Regions from separate parts of the Sus scrofa genome. Here regions 1, 2 and 3 are each linked to region 4. A link is a contact called in public Hi-C, HiChIP or PLAC-seq and promoter capture Hi-C data. All regions are on one chromosome and are shown on one strand. The core of a region is the stretch at or near the end of the contact, and the rest is flanking DNA. Distances in the headings are between cores, read along the strand shown.

Evidence for each region. Promoter capture Hi-C pulls out the DNA fragments that hold promoters and counts their contacts. A called contact is a pair of places that touch in the nucleus more often than the background predicts. HiChIP or PLAC-seq counts read pairs in DNA pulled down with a chosen protein or histone mark.
Region 1: a contact with region 4 is called in an H3K27ac HiChIP or PLAC-seq map of skeletal muscle. The contact joins the enhancer-like site here to the promoter of IGF1R in region 4. A contact is called at or near these places in 1 of 5 promoter capture datasets (liver), 6 of 47 Hi-C or Micro-C datasets (alveolar macrophages, embryonic fibroblasts, mesenteric adipose tissue and 3 more) and 2 of 2 datasets of contacts at active chromatin or transcription factors (alveolar macrophages and skeletal muscle).
Region 2: a contact with region 4 is called in a Hi-C map of fibroblasts, with 2.3 times the contacts expected there. The contact joins the enhancer-like site here to the promoter of IGF1R in region 4. A contact is called at or near these places in 1 of 5 promoter capture datasets (fetal liver), 4 of 47 Hi-C or Micro-C datasets (embryonic fibroblasts and fibroblasts) and 1 of 2 datasets of contacts at active chromatin or transcription factors (skeletal muscle).
Region 3: a promoter capture Hi-C map of fetal skeletal muscle shows a contact between it and region 4, with 4 times the contacts expected there. The contact joins the promoter of SYNM here to the promoter of IGF1R in region 4. A contact is called at or near these places in 1 of 5 promoter capture datasets (fetal skeletal muscle), 3 of 47 Hi-C or Micro-C datasets (blood, fibroblasts and liver) and 1 of 2 datasets of contacts at active chromatin or transcription factors (skeletal muscle).

The regions. Positions count from the first base shown.
Region 1 is chr1:137,476,192-137,479,224 of Sscrofa11.1, reverse strand. The region is part of intron 2 of IGF1R (insulin like growth factor 1 receptor); the gene reads left to right. Among named protein-coding and RNA genes, the nearest start is that of PGPEP1L, 170 kb to the right of the region's middle. Within about 2 kb of position 1,659, at least 47 of the 83 cell types and tissues checked have an H3K27ac peak or open chromatin away from gene starts, as enhancers often do. A contact at or near this core is called in liver, mesenteric adipose tissue, omental adipose tissue and 2 more, where this site is marked.
Region 2 is chr1:137,446,644-137,449,692 of Sscrofa11.1, reverse strand. It overlaps IGF1R (insulin like growth factor 1 receptor), which reads left to right. Exons shown (of 21, transcript NM_214172.1): 4 at 1,405-1,553. Among named protein-coding and RNA genes, the nearest start is that of PGPEP1L, 140 kb to the right of the region's middle. Within about 2 kb of position 1,627, at least 6 of the 83 cell types and tissues checked have an H3K27ac peak or open chromatin away from gene starts, as enhancers often do. A contact at or near this core is called in embryonic fibroblasts, where this site is marked.
Region 3 is chr1:137,853,983-137,857,124 of Sscrofa11.1, reverse strand. It overlaps SYNM (synemin), which reads right to left and starts at 1,481. Exons shown (of 12, transcript XM_021098348.1): 1 at 550-1,481. The coding sequence starts at 1,359.
Region 4 is chr1:137,689,071-137,692,508 of Sscrofa11.1, reverse strand. IGF1R (insulin like growth factor 1 receptor) reads left to right here and starts at 2,076. Exons shown (of 21, transcript NM_214172.1): 1 at 2,076-2,197. The coding sequence starts at 2,104.

The sequences.
Region 1 (3,033 bases), core at 410-2,909, 210 kb after region 4:
GGAATTCTACTCTGAGGACCTTATGTATTTTTAAAATGAGGGACATGAAACTTTTTAAATAGCAGTAGCAGCTCCACTTTTTCTGGGAGGGCAGTTATGAATGACATGAAGCAGGAAAAAAAATGTAAAAGCTAAGCAATCTCAAATATGAATGTTATTTGAAACATCATTGCCATTTTTCCCTTCAGAGGAGGTGAAGGAGAAGGGAGGAGATCTCAAATGACCAAAAAAAAAAAAAAAAAAAAAAAAAAAAAGTCCCATTAACTTTGGTCCTGGCTGCAAGTGTCTCTTGCTTTTGAGGACTTAACGAGGACACAATTAGAGAGCTGACTCAGGCACAGCCCTGAATATTTTGGACAGGCTAGGAAGGCTTATGCCACCATAAGAAATTTCATTAATAGTATGAAATTTTATCTCTGAGCTTTTTAAACTGTAATTGAAAGGGGTGCTCAAGATACTGTTTTCTTCTTTCAGAATATACACTAATAGTGACAATACAAACATTTAGGAGGACCCCCCCCCATTTAATTAAATTTCAGCAGCCCAAAATCAGATTTGCATGAAGAAATCATTATTTTGAATTTCCCATTACCAAACGATTAAAATTACTCTTTAAAGAGAGGGTTTTAAAAAAATAGCTATTTGATTCTTAACTACCTAAGTGACCTTTTTTATTCTTTTTATTTATACCTTAAAAGAATAAAAAACTATTTCTACTCAACTATAATGTTTTATTAAAGCTCATGCATCTCTTTGAAAGAACTGTGAATGACTACAGTTTTTAATATCCTGCAGTCCACTCCAGTTTGTAATTGTACTTTGACAGACAAGATCATGCTAGGTACACTGAGCTCCATATGGCCTTCATTTTAGCTCACTGATACTTATAACTTCTCAAAAATTAAATTTTAAGAGTTTGAAATGTAACTGTTATATTAGGAAAAGAGAAAAAAACTTCAAGCATCCTAAACCATACATGCTTAGTGGGCTGGGCTGTCAGGTCACTCACATTTGCAGGACCAAGTAGGTATTTTGACGGTAGAATTGATAATACTGAATTAGTTTGGATGCTAAATATGTACAGCTTTTATAGTTGTGGTTGCACAGAAATCAGAAGACTACTTTGTACCAAGATTCTTTTGTGTTTACAGTTTCTTGGTGAATGTTTTAAGTTTGGCTCAGAGCACAGTGAGATAGCTAACATTTATTTCTGTCATTTCTAGTCCCCAATCTCGATGTTAGAGTAAGTCCCAATAGAGCGGTTAAAAATTCTTGGAAGTGGACATGCAAAACTCCCCCTCAGATCGTTGCTGCGCCGGCCTGGCTGACTGGAGGAGGGGCTCAGCAAGTGTTAAGTCTAGAGAGTGGGCGGGGCCATCTGACGGCGCTCTTGCCACGCCCACCTCCACGTCACGTGGTCTCCAGACACCACACGTGGGAAAGCGGTCGGAAAAGGGAGCGGGCGGGTGTGGCATTTGGGTTTTGAAAGACTTCCTCAGCTCCCTGTTTTTTTTGTTGTATGGCTTTTGTTTTTCCTAATTTTAAAAATCCCAAAAGCTGAAAACATGTAAACGGTTTCTCATTTGTCTCCAATCATGTAATCTAAACCTCTTGCTGGTTCAAGTTTTTCCACGGAAACATGGTTTGAATCTTGTGGTTCGATCGCGATAGCACAGTGTGAAGCCACGCCGCCTCCCTCGGGATGTGTCCTGGTGCTGCTGGCTAGTGTTTTTCGCGTGTTGGCGATCCACGTTATGTTGGAAAAATAACTCGTTCTGAAGAATTTCCGTACAAACCCTAGTTTCTTCTTAAGGATAGTTAAGTTTTGATAGAAAACCGGCTGTCCTAAAGTAAGAGAGTGCTCAGACGTCCGACCTGGCGGCGCTTTCCAGAGGGAGGAGCCTCTGGGTAGATGGTAAGCAGAGGTCACCCAGGTTCAGGTTCGCTGCTAAGGTACTTAGCAGCGGGGCAAAATTTTAAACGAAAGTAAAAGATTTAAATGTGATTGCGAAAGAGAAAAACTAACATGGAGAGAGGGTGTTCATTCTCAAACTAAACTCAAGTCGTAATATTCTGGGTTCACGCCCAAATACACACTCCGGTTGGAGACAAAAACTGATCGCAACAGCGCTTGATGCTCACGGCATCCACTGACGGACGCCGCTGCCAGTGCCTCCACCCCCCGCCCGCATGCCACCCTAGGCACACGTACCCTCTGAATTTCCTGGCACCCAGTAAATGCATATTCTAATTTAAATCTTCTCAGCGCTCTCATTTCTTCCCATTTCGCGTGGGAATTTAAGATTTCCTTCAGTTTGCTTTCTATTCACCTTCATTAAAATGCAATAAAGCAAAGGAGTTTATTAAGGGCGATCCCACTGTATAGAGACAATTTAGTGAGAAGAAGAAAGGCTCCAAAGATTAAACCTCATCTTAAAAATCGGAAACAGACTCTTGTTATTAATAACTTTGAAAATGGAAATCCAACTTTTGATAAATTATTTCAGAGGAGTAATTCTGGGGAACAGACATTTAGTAGGTAACTCTGTGTCTGGTCATCAATTACAGTGATTTCCTTGCATCAGCTCCAGAAAATCAGAATATTCATGAGCTTTCCGGTCGGACTCAGACCTTCAGGAGCCTTGAAATTTTCCTGTTGGGATGAGAGGAAGTGCTGTCGGTGTTTTTGGCAGCTGGGTGAAACCAGAAAAAGATAAGCAGAGGAGTGGGATGATGTCCATTGGTTTGGTCCCATCATCCCGCTTTTAATTTGTGAAATTTAAAGTTTAAAAAATCATGTTAAGTGTGTGATCCTTTTTAGAATTCACTGGGTCTGTTGAGGAAGTGGTTTTGTTTTTGTGAGTTTGTTTAAACAAATGACTGAGGTTTTTGTTTTTCACTCTGTCTGGCGAGGCAGCATTGCTACACTTTTTTAAATTCATGAAATAGTGACCAATGAGCCTGTTCTTTAGCACTCCTCTCCTTTTGTGATGGGAGGACAAGGAGGCAGACACCAATGGCGCCTCTCACAAT
Region 2 (3,049 bases), core at 378-2,877, 240 kb after region 4:
TATCATTATGTAAGATGGAACAGTTGGGGGGAACCAGGTGAAGGGTTTACAGAACTGGATTATCTTTGCACCTTTCTGTGTATCTATAATCACTTCAAAATAACAATTTTTTTTAAAGGGAGGTAGGCTGTTATCTGGCATGTAGCTAAATTAGGAGCAATAAAAGAACAACACAAAGTCATGAACGGAAGCTGCCCCCCTTTACTAAAAATGAGAATGTTGATTGTGATGTTCAAGAAAGGAGAAATCTCCATGGCTGTGTTTGGTCCAGTTCCTTTGGAAGCCTTGCCTCCTGTTTTCCCAGCATGGAATAGGAAAATGGCAAGGAAATTTTATTCATCTATAAGCTTTTAAACAAAACCCTCATCTTTGCCTTAGATTTGCAATAAAGTTTGGCTGGAGGGTGGTCTTGAATGCAAAGGGCTATGACCTACTCTGTTTTCTTGAATGTACTGTACTTGTCTTCATGAAGTTTGAAAGATCATTCAAGAATAATCATGTAAATGTAGTGGCTTTCCAGTTCACCATCCTCTTGCACACCAATCCTATAATGTTGTATCATTTATTTGTTTGGAAATCTTCTCAACTTTCTGATTGTCTGTGGTGTGCTGTTTTGGCATTAGCATTCTGTCTACTATTCCCTAAATAAGGCTAGGTAAGCAGGAAAAGTGCCAATCTCACTCACTAGTCCCCAACTCTTGGTAGTTTGTGGCATGCTCTGGATTGCATTTGAAATAGCTCATTACAAAGTAATGGAACTTCCTTGTTTTTATTGTGTATGCAGCGAAAACAACATTTGGATCAATTTACAAGTTTTTGCCAAACACTGTCAAGAAATTATTTCACTTGTGCTTTAGTAAGAAAATAAGGGATCTGCGCTCTACCACATGCCTTTCAGAATCCCTCACTGGGCTTTTTGCTGGGCCACTGGCTGCAGGAGTTAGATTCCTGTTAGTGGCAGAAATGCTGCTGTCCCTTTGCTGACCCTGTCCACTCTCCCAGAAGCATCAGCAGGGGCCACAGCATCACAGAACAGTTCTGTTCTTCCTAGGAGGCCCTCAGTGCTTCCTTTCTGTAAGGCAGTTTCTCCCTCTTGGGACTGGCTGGCTCACCAGTCACAGCCTATGATACATGCATGCCTCGAGGATGTATCATGTGTTTTGTCTGGAAGCAGGCAGCACACTTTTCCTTTGTAGGCAGTTCCCCTTTTAGTTGCAATTTGAGTGGCTTATCCTGGGAAGGCTTGGGGATGAGATACAGTGCAGCCACTTGAATGCTTCCAATGGTTGCTTTTTGTGATGTGTGCTGTAAAAAACACCTAGAATAAAGGCATAGCTTTATGATTTCTTTGTTATTACAAGATGGACTCAGCTCTCTGTGTTTTTGGTTGGTTATGTTCAACAGCATGTACTGTATCCCTTGCGAAGGCCCTTGCCCCAAAGTCTGTGAGGAAGAGAAGAAGACAAAGACCATTGATTCTGTCACTTCTGCTCAGATGCTCCAAGGATGCACCATCTTCAAGGGCAACCTGCTCATTAACATCCGACGCGGCAGTAAGTATTCCATCTCGCTGGAAGAGATGGCCAGATCTCCTGGTTTTCTTTTGCTGATGCTTATTCCAACTCATCCATGACTCACAACTTAAATATGGGTTTAGGAAAACAACATGGTGCGTAAGCCTCATGCTCAATGCTCCTCCTTTGAATTTCCCTCAAAGATTTAAAAAAAAACTAAAAAACAAAAACAGGGAGTTCCCATTGTGGCTCAATGGTAATGAACCCAACTAATATCCATGAGGATGCAGGTTCAATCCCTGGCCTCACTCAGTGAGTTACAGATCTGTTGTTGATGTAGCTGTGGTGTAGGCTGGCAGCTGCAGCTCTGATTCAAACCCCAGCCTATGCTATACCTGCAGTCCTAAAAAGCGAAAAAAAAAAAGAAAGAAAGAAAAAAGAAAGAGACTGGTTTTTAGCCATCGACACAGCATTTATTTCTGCAGAAGGTCGTCCTTCATCTTTAAGTTTCATCTTACTCAGGAAATGCATGTCCCAGCACACATAAACCCCAGAAGAGATGGATGGATCAGAGGTGTGACTCAGCAGTCTCCAGCCGGAGCCAAGTCCACAGAGCTTTAAATCCAAAGAGTGTGGGTTACTTGGATGTGTTGAAGAGACCGACCAAGGGGAGAGTTTAATGACGTCACTTTCAAATTTTATTAAGTCTGAAAGTGGTCACTCTCTACTCTAAGTTACTTCTGAGAACCAAAAAGATACAAGATACATATGTCATCAAAGCTTCAGTCTCACAGTCTGTAGGATTGCCATTGTTTGCACCAGATAGCATTCTTAGAAATTATATATTCATGTGAAGCATTTCCTGTTGTCTTATTTAGTGATATTTTCATTCTGATCCGTAATCGACAAGGGCTTCTAGTAACAGTGCCTTAAATTTTCCTCTACTTGGTGGAGGTACTGATACGTTCATAAGCTAGGAGAAATATAGTAAGAAGACCTTGAGGTTGAAAGGAATTTTTTTCTAAATCCTTTTGTGAAGAAATTTTTCTTGTACTGTTTTTGAGGCAAAAATATCTTATTTTTTCAGGACATTTACTTTTCCCTAATACTATCTGTACAATGAATGAGCTCTATTCTTATGGTTTAAAGATGGCAGAAATAAGTTTTTTGCTTAGTTCTTCTGAATTTTTTGTTATCTCTTGACTTTCACAATACCTTTCACCTCTCCACAACAGGGATAACTTTGTTTCCACATGACTAGAATTTTCTTACCTTTATGGTATTCTGAAGGTTTATTCTTTTTGCTCTAACTAGATTTCTTAACTTGTAAAAAAAATTTCCTTATTCCCTAGGATATACCCTTTAAATGCCTAATCCTTCCTTTTTTTTTTTTTTTTCATCTTTCCATCCTCAAGATAAAAATTTAGTCCATGAATTAAATCTGTGGAGTAGGATAGTTTGAGAAGGAGTTGGCACATATTCATGCCTGGGGATGAAATGTGCCTTCCAGTTTATGTCCACCGCAGGAAAGCGGT
Region 3 (3,142 bases), core at 232-2,731, 170 kb before region 4:
AAAATAAAAACCGTTTTGGAAAACAAGTTGTTCTCCCCCAAAGAAGCCCTAGTGCCTAGTGTTCAATTTTGAACGGTTTCTGACAAGGACTTGACATTGCCTAGAAACCTTCCCAACACTGGGAAGTGTCTGAGAAAGAAGGAGCTGTCACCTCTGAAGTCACTTCTGGGCCTTCCTGGTTGACTTCTATGTGAACTCGGTCTTCCAAACACAAGAAACTGAAAGAACTGAGAACTGAGGGAGTCATTTGTCAGGATGCACCCAGTCATGTCAAGGTCTAAATTTGACAACCTGACAGGGACAGGGCCATTCACCAGGATCTGCCACTTGGCACTCTTCCACTGAGTAGATGGACCAAAGAACTGCGCACTTTTTCCAGTACTGGCAAGATGCCGGGATCCTGAGGAAGGCGGCCCCTTGGCGCCCGGGTCCCCAGGTGCACCCGCTGCGCTGGCCCCACCCGTCAGCCTTGCCGGGCCCTGGGTGAGCACTCTGTGGTCTGGGAGCCCTACCACTCCCCCACCACCAGCGCTCGCAGGGCGCACAGACCTGCCGCTCCTCGGCTTGAAGCTCGTACTCCTCTTGTACCCGCAGCAGCTCGTTTTCCAGCAGCGCTCGCAGCTGCTCCAACTCGAGCGCCTCGCGCCGCAGCGCCTCCGCCTCCTGCGCGCACAGCCGCGTCTCTTCCTCGGCCTCGCGCCGGCTCTCCTGGCCGCGCCGCAGCGCCTCCTCCAGCTCGCGCACCTCTTCCTCGTACAGCTGCACGGTCTCCCGCCACGACTCGGCCACTAGCAGTGCGTAGCTGTCGTGCACTTCCCTCAGGCGCGGCGGGGGTGCGGCAGGGCCGGTGGCGCGGGCGCGATAGCGCAGAGTCAGGCCAGCGGAGCGCGCGCGCAGCTCCCGCACATCGCGTTCATGGGCCGCGTCAAGGCCGCGGCGCTCGGCCTGCAGCCGGCCCAACAGCGCCTCGAGAGCGGCGCGCGCACCTAGCTCCTCCTGAAGCTCCCGCCGCTGAGCGTCCAGCTCGGCATCCAGACGGCCGCGGGCGGCGCGCGCCTCTTCGCCCAGCAGCTGCAGTTCCCGCAATTCGCGCCGCAGCGCGTCGCGCTCGCCCTCGGCCAGCGCCGTGGCCCAGCTCAGTTCGTCCAGCTGCTGCCGCAAGCTGCACGCCTCCTCCGCGAAGCGGGCCTGCGCCTCGGCCCACAGGCCCTCGTGGCCCCGCCGGCTGCGCAGCTCCTCCTCCAGGAGCAGGTTTTCGCGCTCCAGCTCCCGCACTCGGCACACATAGTCGTAGAGCCGGGCGTTGAGCTCCTGCAGCTCAGCCTTCTCGGAGCCCGTCTGCAGCCGCCAGGATAGCATCTTGATGGTGTGCGGGGCTCTCCTGGCGGGCCGGTTCCCTCCTGCCCTGGTCTTGTCCCCTCCGCCGCGCCGCTCCCGCCCCGCCGCTGCTCCCGAGGCCCGCAGACTGGGGCGGGAGTTGGCGAGCGAGCGGCACTTACCAGGGTGGGCGGGAGGGAGTGGCCGCGGGCCACGTCCTCTAGCCAATCAGAGTGCGGCCCGGCGCGGCCAGTGTGGCCGGACAGCGCCTCCTGGCGGAATGACCGTGAGGCCGCGCGGCTGCCCAACCCAGGGCCAGGCTGTCCGGAGCCCTCTAAGCTGGCTCTCGCATATCGGCAGGCAGGGTTCTCAGAAGGGGTACTGAGGGTTCCTCGTTATTCTCCTCCTCCCATTCACCCAGATGCACATCGTCACCTGGCCCTTGTTCGTCAGGCCACACAGCTGCTGTAATGTCAGCATCCAGACCTCTCTGGAAATCCCATCAGTACGAGCGTCTCTCATAGGCCACACTGGGGCACCAGGGCACTGTGGGGCGGCCAACAGTAGCCTGGACTCAACCTGTAGCCATTGTTCTCAATTCTTCAGTTCTCCACGTTAGGGAGGTAGGAGAGCCTTCTCAGGGACCAGTGGCTCTCCCAAGAGGATGCTTTGCTCAGACTCATTAGGTTTTCTTTCATGCCCTTCAAGGTCTTGCATTTTGAAACTCAAAACTTTCCCCATACTTATGCTTTATGTTTCTGAGAAACATCTTCTATAGACTATTGCTGCTCAGTTTGGGAAAGAGTTATAGAGCACCAGGAAATAGCAGGAGGATAACATAAAGTCCCACCACGGTTAATCTTTCAAAATCATACCCTGATGCATCATAGTTAATCCTCACAAAACTGTAGCTCAGAGAAGTTGAGCAACTTGATTAAGGACACATAGTTCCTAAATATGGGAATAGAAGTATTAGACGTTGTGACTGCAGAAGCAGACTTGAGCAGGCAGTGTCCAACCAGGAAAGAGAAAAACACTCAAAGGGAAGGGAATGATTTAACGGGGTGAAATGAGACTACTTACAAAGGGGTGGATGTGATGGGGAAGCCGCGGGAATCAGAAAGACCCAGAAGCCACTAGCCCCCTAGAGGCAGAAGGAGGGAACAGTGTTGAGGAGCAGGAGCTGTAGCATGCATCCTAGGAGGAAGAGAAGGAAAAATCCAACCCTTCTCTCTTCTTGCTCTCCCGCTCCTGCCAGTGCCTATTGCTGCAGAACCCAGAAGTCACCGGGACTGGCAGTGGCGTGCTGGCTTGTGAAAGCTACCTGTTAAATTATCAGGAATTTTGTGAGCTAGTTGTTAAAAGCTATTATTAAAAATAACACTAGCCAGATATTATTAAAAAATAAATTATAGAGGATTACCATTAATTATTCAAAAAGGAAATAAAACTTAAAATATATCACTTCCTAATTATTTTACTGCTCTTTACTATTATCTGTTCTTGAAGTTATGGATGTCTAATATCCTTGTAAGATGGAATGCTATATAACCCATGCTCCTGGAGTTCCCGTCGTGGCGCAGTGGTTAACGAATCCAACTAGGAACCATGAGGTTGCAGGTTCGATCCCTGCCCTTGCTCAGTGGGTTAACGATCCGGCGTTGCCGTGAGCTGTGGTGTAGGTCGCAGACACGGCTCGGATCCTGCGTTGCCGTGGCTCTGGCGTAGGCTGGCAGCTACAGCTCCGATTCGACCCCTAGCCTGGGAACCTCCATATGCCGCAGGAGCGGCCCAAGAAATGGCAAAAAGACCAAAAATAAAATAA
Region 4 (3,438 bases), core at 827-3,326:
GGACCCCACAGACACGCCCCCTAGGCTCTGGGGCCCCTCTGCTCCGCACTGTGCACGCGTTCCGGCAGCTCCCTGCAGCCGCCCACGTGGTGGAACCAGGAGCAGCGCGAGTCAGCGAGGATCTCACCGAACCCGCCGCTGATGTTGGAGGCCGCGCCAGGGCTACCCATCCCGCCCGGCCCCCAGTCCGGGCCCCATATTTCCTCTCTCCCGGAGGGAGGGAGGCGACACTCCGCGGGCCACCCCTCCCCGGCGCCTGCCGCGCCCCCTGGCGGCCGCCGCGGTGACGCGCCCTGGGTACGCGGGGCAGCCTGACTGCCCCCCCCCCCCTTAGCCCGCTCAGGGCCCCGGCGGGCTGTCTCCCCTTGCTCCCCCAGCCGAGCCACGCAGGCCGCGCCCTGCCCCGTAGCTGACCGCGAAACCTGGAACTGTAGGCTCCCCAGTGGCGACGCTGCAGCCGCCCCAGCCTTGCGTGAAAGTGTCCGCTTAGTAGCCTGGAGGTCTCCTTTCTCCCAGGTGTGCCCCTCCCGCCACATTCAGGCTATCCAGCTTGCTGCGAAAAAATGCCGCATGCACGAACTTATTTATTTATTTTGCAACAGCTGCAAGAAACAATGAAGCTTTTCAAGAACCGGGTAAACGCGCTTTCCAGCCGTGATGTTGTTGTTTTCAATGAACCTCTCGCGCCCCGCACTCCCCGCCCCAGCCCCTCCTCCCCTCCACTGGTAGCTCCGCGGCGGAGCCCGGACGGGCGCCGGGGGCATTGTTTTTGGAGTCTTGCGGGAGGGGAGGGCGCGTGCAGGGTGGCCGGCGCAGTGCGGGTGGGGGCGAGAGCGTGTGGGCGCGCGCACGCGTGTGCCCGCGAGGGCGAGAGGCGGGGGCGGTGCCTCGCAGCTTCGCATCCCACGCCCGGGCTCCGCTCCGCACGTCCCTGGAATCCCGAGCTCCGGCTCTTGGCGCGCGCCGGCCTGGGCCGGGCCCTCGGCGCGCGGCGGCTGCGGCTGAGGCAGTTCCAGTGTATGCGCGGGCGCGTGTGCGCGGCCTCGAGCGCGCGCGCGAGCCCCCAGTGTGTGGCAGCGGCGGCAGCGGCGCGGCGAGGCTGAGGCTCTTGTTTACCAGCATTAACTCCGCTGAGCGGAAAAAAAAAAAAAAAAAAAAAAAAAAAAAAAAAAAGGAAAAAAACCCGAGGAGGAGCGAGCGCACCAGGCGAACTCGAGAGGCGAGCGAGGGAGAGGGACGCCGCCTGCAAGCCTGCCCCCAGCGCACCCGTGCCCGGCGCTTGGAGACCCTCGTCCCCGCTCCACGGGCCCTCCACGCCCCTCCCGCGCGAGGGGAGCTCCACGGCGCGCCGCGCGCCTCGGCTTTGACCTTCAGCGAGCCGGAGCCCCCGCGCGCGGAGCCGGCGGCAGCGGGCGGGGGCCGGGCGGGGGCCGGCGCGGGGCGGGCAGCGGCGGCGCGGAGCCCGGGCGGCGCGGCAGGAGTGCTGAGCGCGGCGCGGCCGGCCCGCCGCTTTGTGTGTGTCCTGGATTTGGGAAGGAGCTCGCGGCGGCGGCGGCGGCGCTGAGGGAGGAGGAGGCGGCGGCGAGTGGAGCCTGGAGGAGGAGGAGGGGGAGCCGCTCATTCATTTTTACTCCGCATTTCTGCCCCCGGCCGGCCTCTCCTGAGACCCAGACTTCGGGGCAATCTTGCGAACTGCGTCGCGCCCTCCCACCGCTAAGGCTCAGGGGTCGGACAGTCTCCCCCTCCTTCTGGGGTCGGGTTTGTTTTTCCTCGCTGAGACGGATTTGGGCTTTGCCTCTTTTCTTTGCAGTTTTTCATCCTCTCCTGCCTCTCTCGGTTTGAAAATGGAGGCCGACGACGCCGACAGCCCGCCCCGGCGCGCCTTGGGTTCCCGACTCCGCCGAGCCCTGGGCCGCGGTTGCCGGCGCTGAGGGGCCGCCCCGTCCGCGCTGCCCGGCGGACCCCCCGACCGGCGCCGCCTTTGGAGTATTGTTTCCTTCGCCCTTGTTTTTGGAGGGGTGGGCGAAGACTGAGTTTGAGACTTTTTCGTTTCCTCCCCCCCTTTTTTTTTGAGAAAGGGGAATTTCGTCCCAAATAAAAGGAATGAAGTCTGGCTCCGGAGGAGGGTCCCCGACCTCGCTGTGGGGGCTCCTGTTTTTCTCCGCCGCGCTCTCGCTCTGGCCGACGAGTGGAGAAAGTGAGTATGTGCCCGCCGCCCGCGGCCACTGCGGGAACTTTTCCTCCGAGGGGCTGCGCCCTGTTTGCGAAACCCGAGTTGCCACCGTCGCAGCTGTCGGGCTCCCGGGCTCGGGAGTCGCGGGGCGGGGCGCCGAGGGGCTCGGCCGAAAGGCCGGAGGGGCCCCGGGGCCCAGGCTTGTTAGTTTGGAGCCCCGCGGGCCCCAGCTCCGCGCATCCCCGCGCGGGAAGGGCCTCGGTGTTTTCTCTTCCTCTGTCCCGAGAGCCTTGCCCGGGGGGCCCGCTGTCTTCGAAGCTCTCATGCTTTGGCGGCCCGCGGTCGGGCTGGGAGCTGGGGCTCCAGCCGAGAAGTTCGCATCCGGCCGGCCCCGCCACCCGCACCTTGCGCCTCTCGAGGCGCGCGGGGCCGCCCCGCACTCAGCGCTGGTCACCGCTCAGCGCTCAGGCGGCGGTGACAGCTCATGCAGCACCCTCGCTGCTTGGGCGGACTCTGTGCCCGGTAGCAGGAGTGGGCAGCCCACCAGCCTCAGGGGTGCCCGGCGGAGAGGCCCCGCAGTCCCCAGGACAGGTTACCAAATATCCTAGCGCGGCCTCCTGTCGTCCAGCCTTGCCCCTTGGGCTCTTTGGGTTCCTGGCCTTCCCTGTCGCTTTCACCGGACTCCGTGCGGTCACCTGCCCCCCGTTTCTTGGGGCTGCTCAGTATGGCTCAGGGATGCGGGAAGCGTTCTCGCCTAGATCTCCACCCCTCCATGCACCCCCTGGAAAAGTGCGAGGTCCGGGCCCTGTATCAGTCGGGCTCTTCCGGGAAGCGCGTCCAGACCCCTAGTAAGAGTTCTGGGATCTTCTCCCAGTTTCTACCGGACTCTGGACGCTCTTGGCGGAACTAGGGGGTGGTAGGACAGCATCCGAGTGTGCGGGAGTGGGTGTGTGGTCGGAGCCGACGTGCATTTCCACACACGTGCTCACAACGCGAGGCTTTAGCTGCAGCCACATGGCTGCTCAGGGACACCCAGACGCCCGGCCCTGGCGAAAGGTATCTTGTGTCGTCGTTTATGGAGCTCCAGGGTCTGCGACGGAGGGTGTTTTGTTTTGCAAGCGCGCAGCCCTGGCCTTGGTTTCGTGGCCATAGTTTTGTTGCACTCCCCCCCTCCCTGCCCCGCACTTCCTTTGTACACAGTTAATAAGGATATCGCTCCACACGCTATCGCTTGCAATCTGATAGCTTTTGTTTTGGTAGCGTCG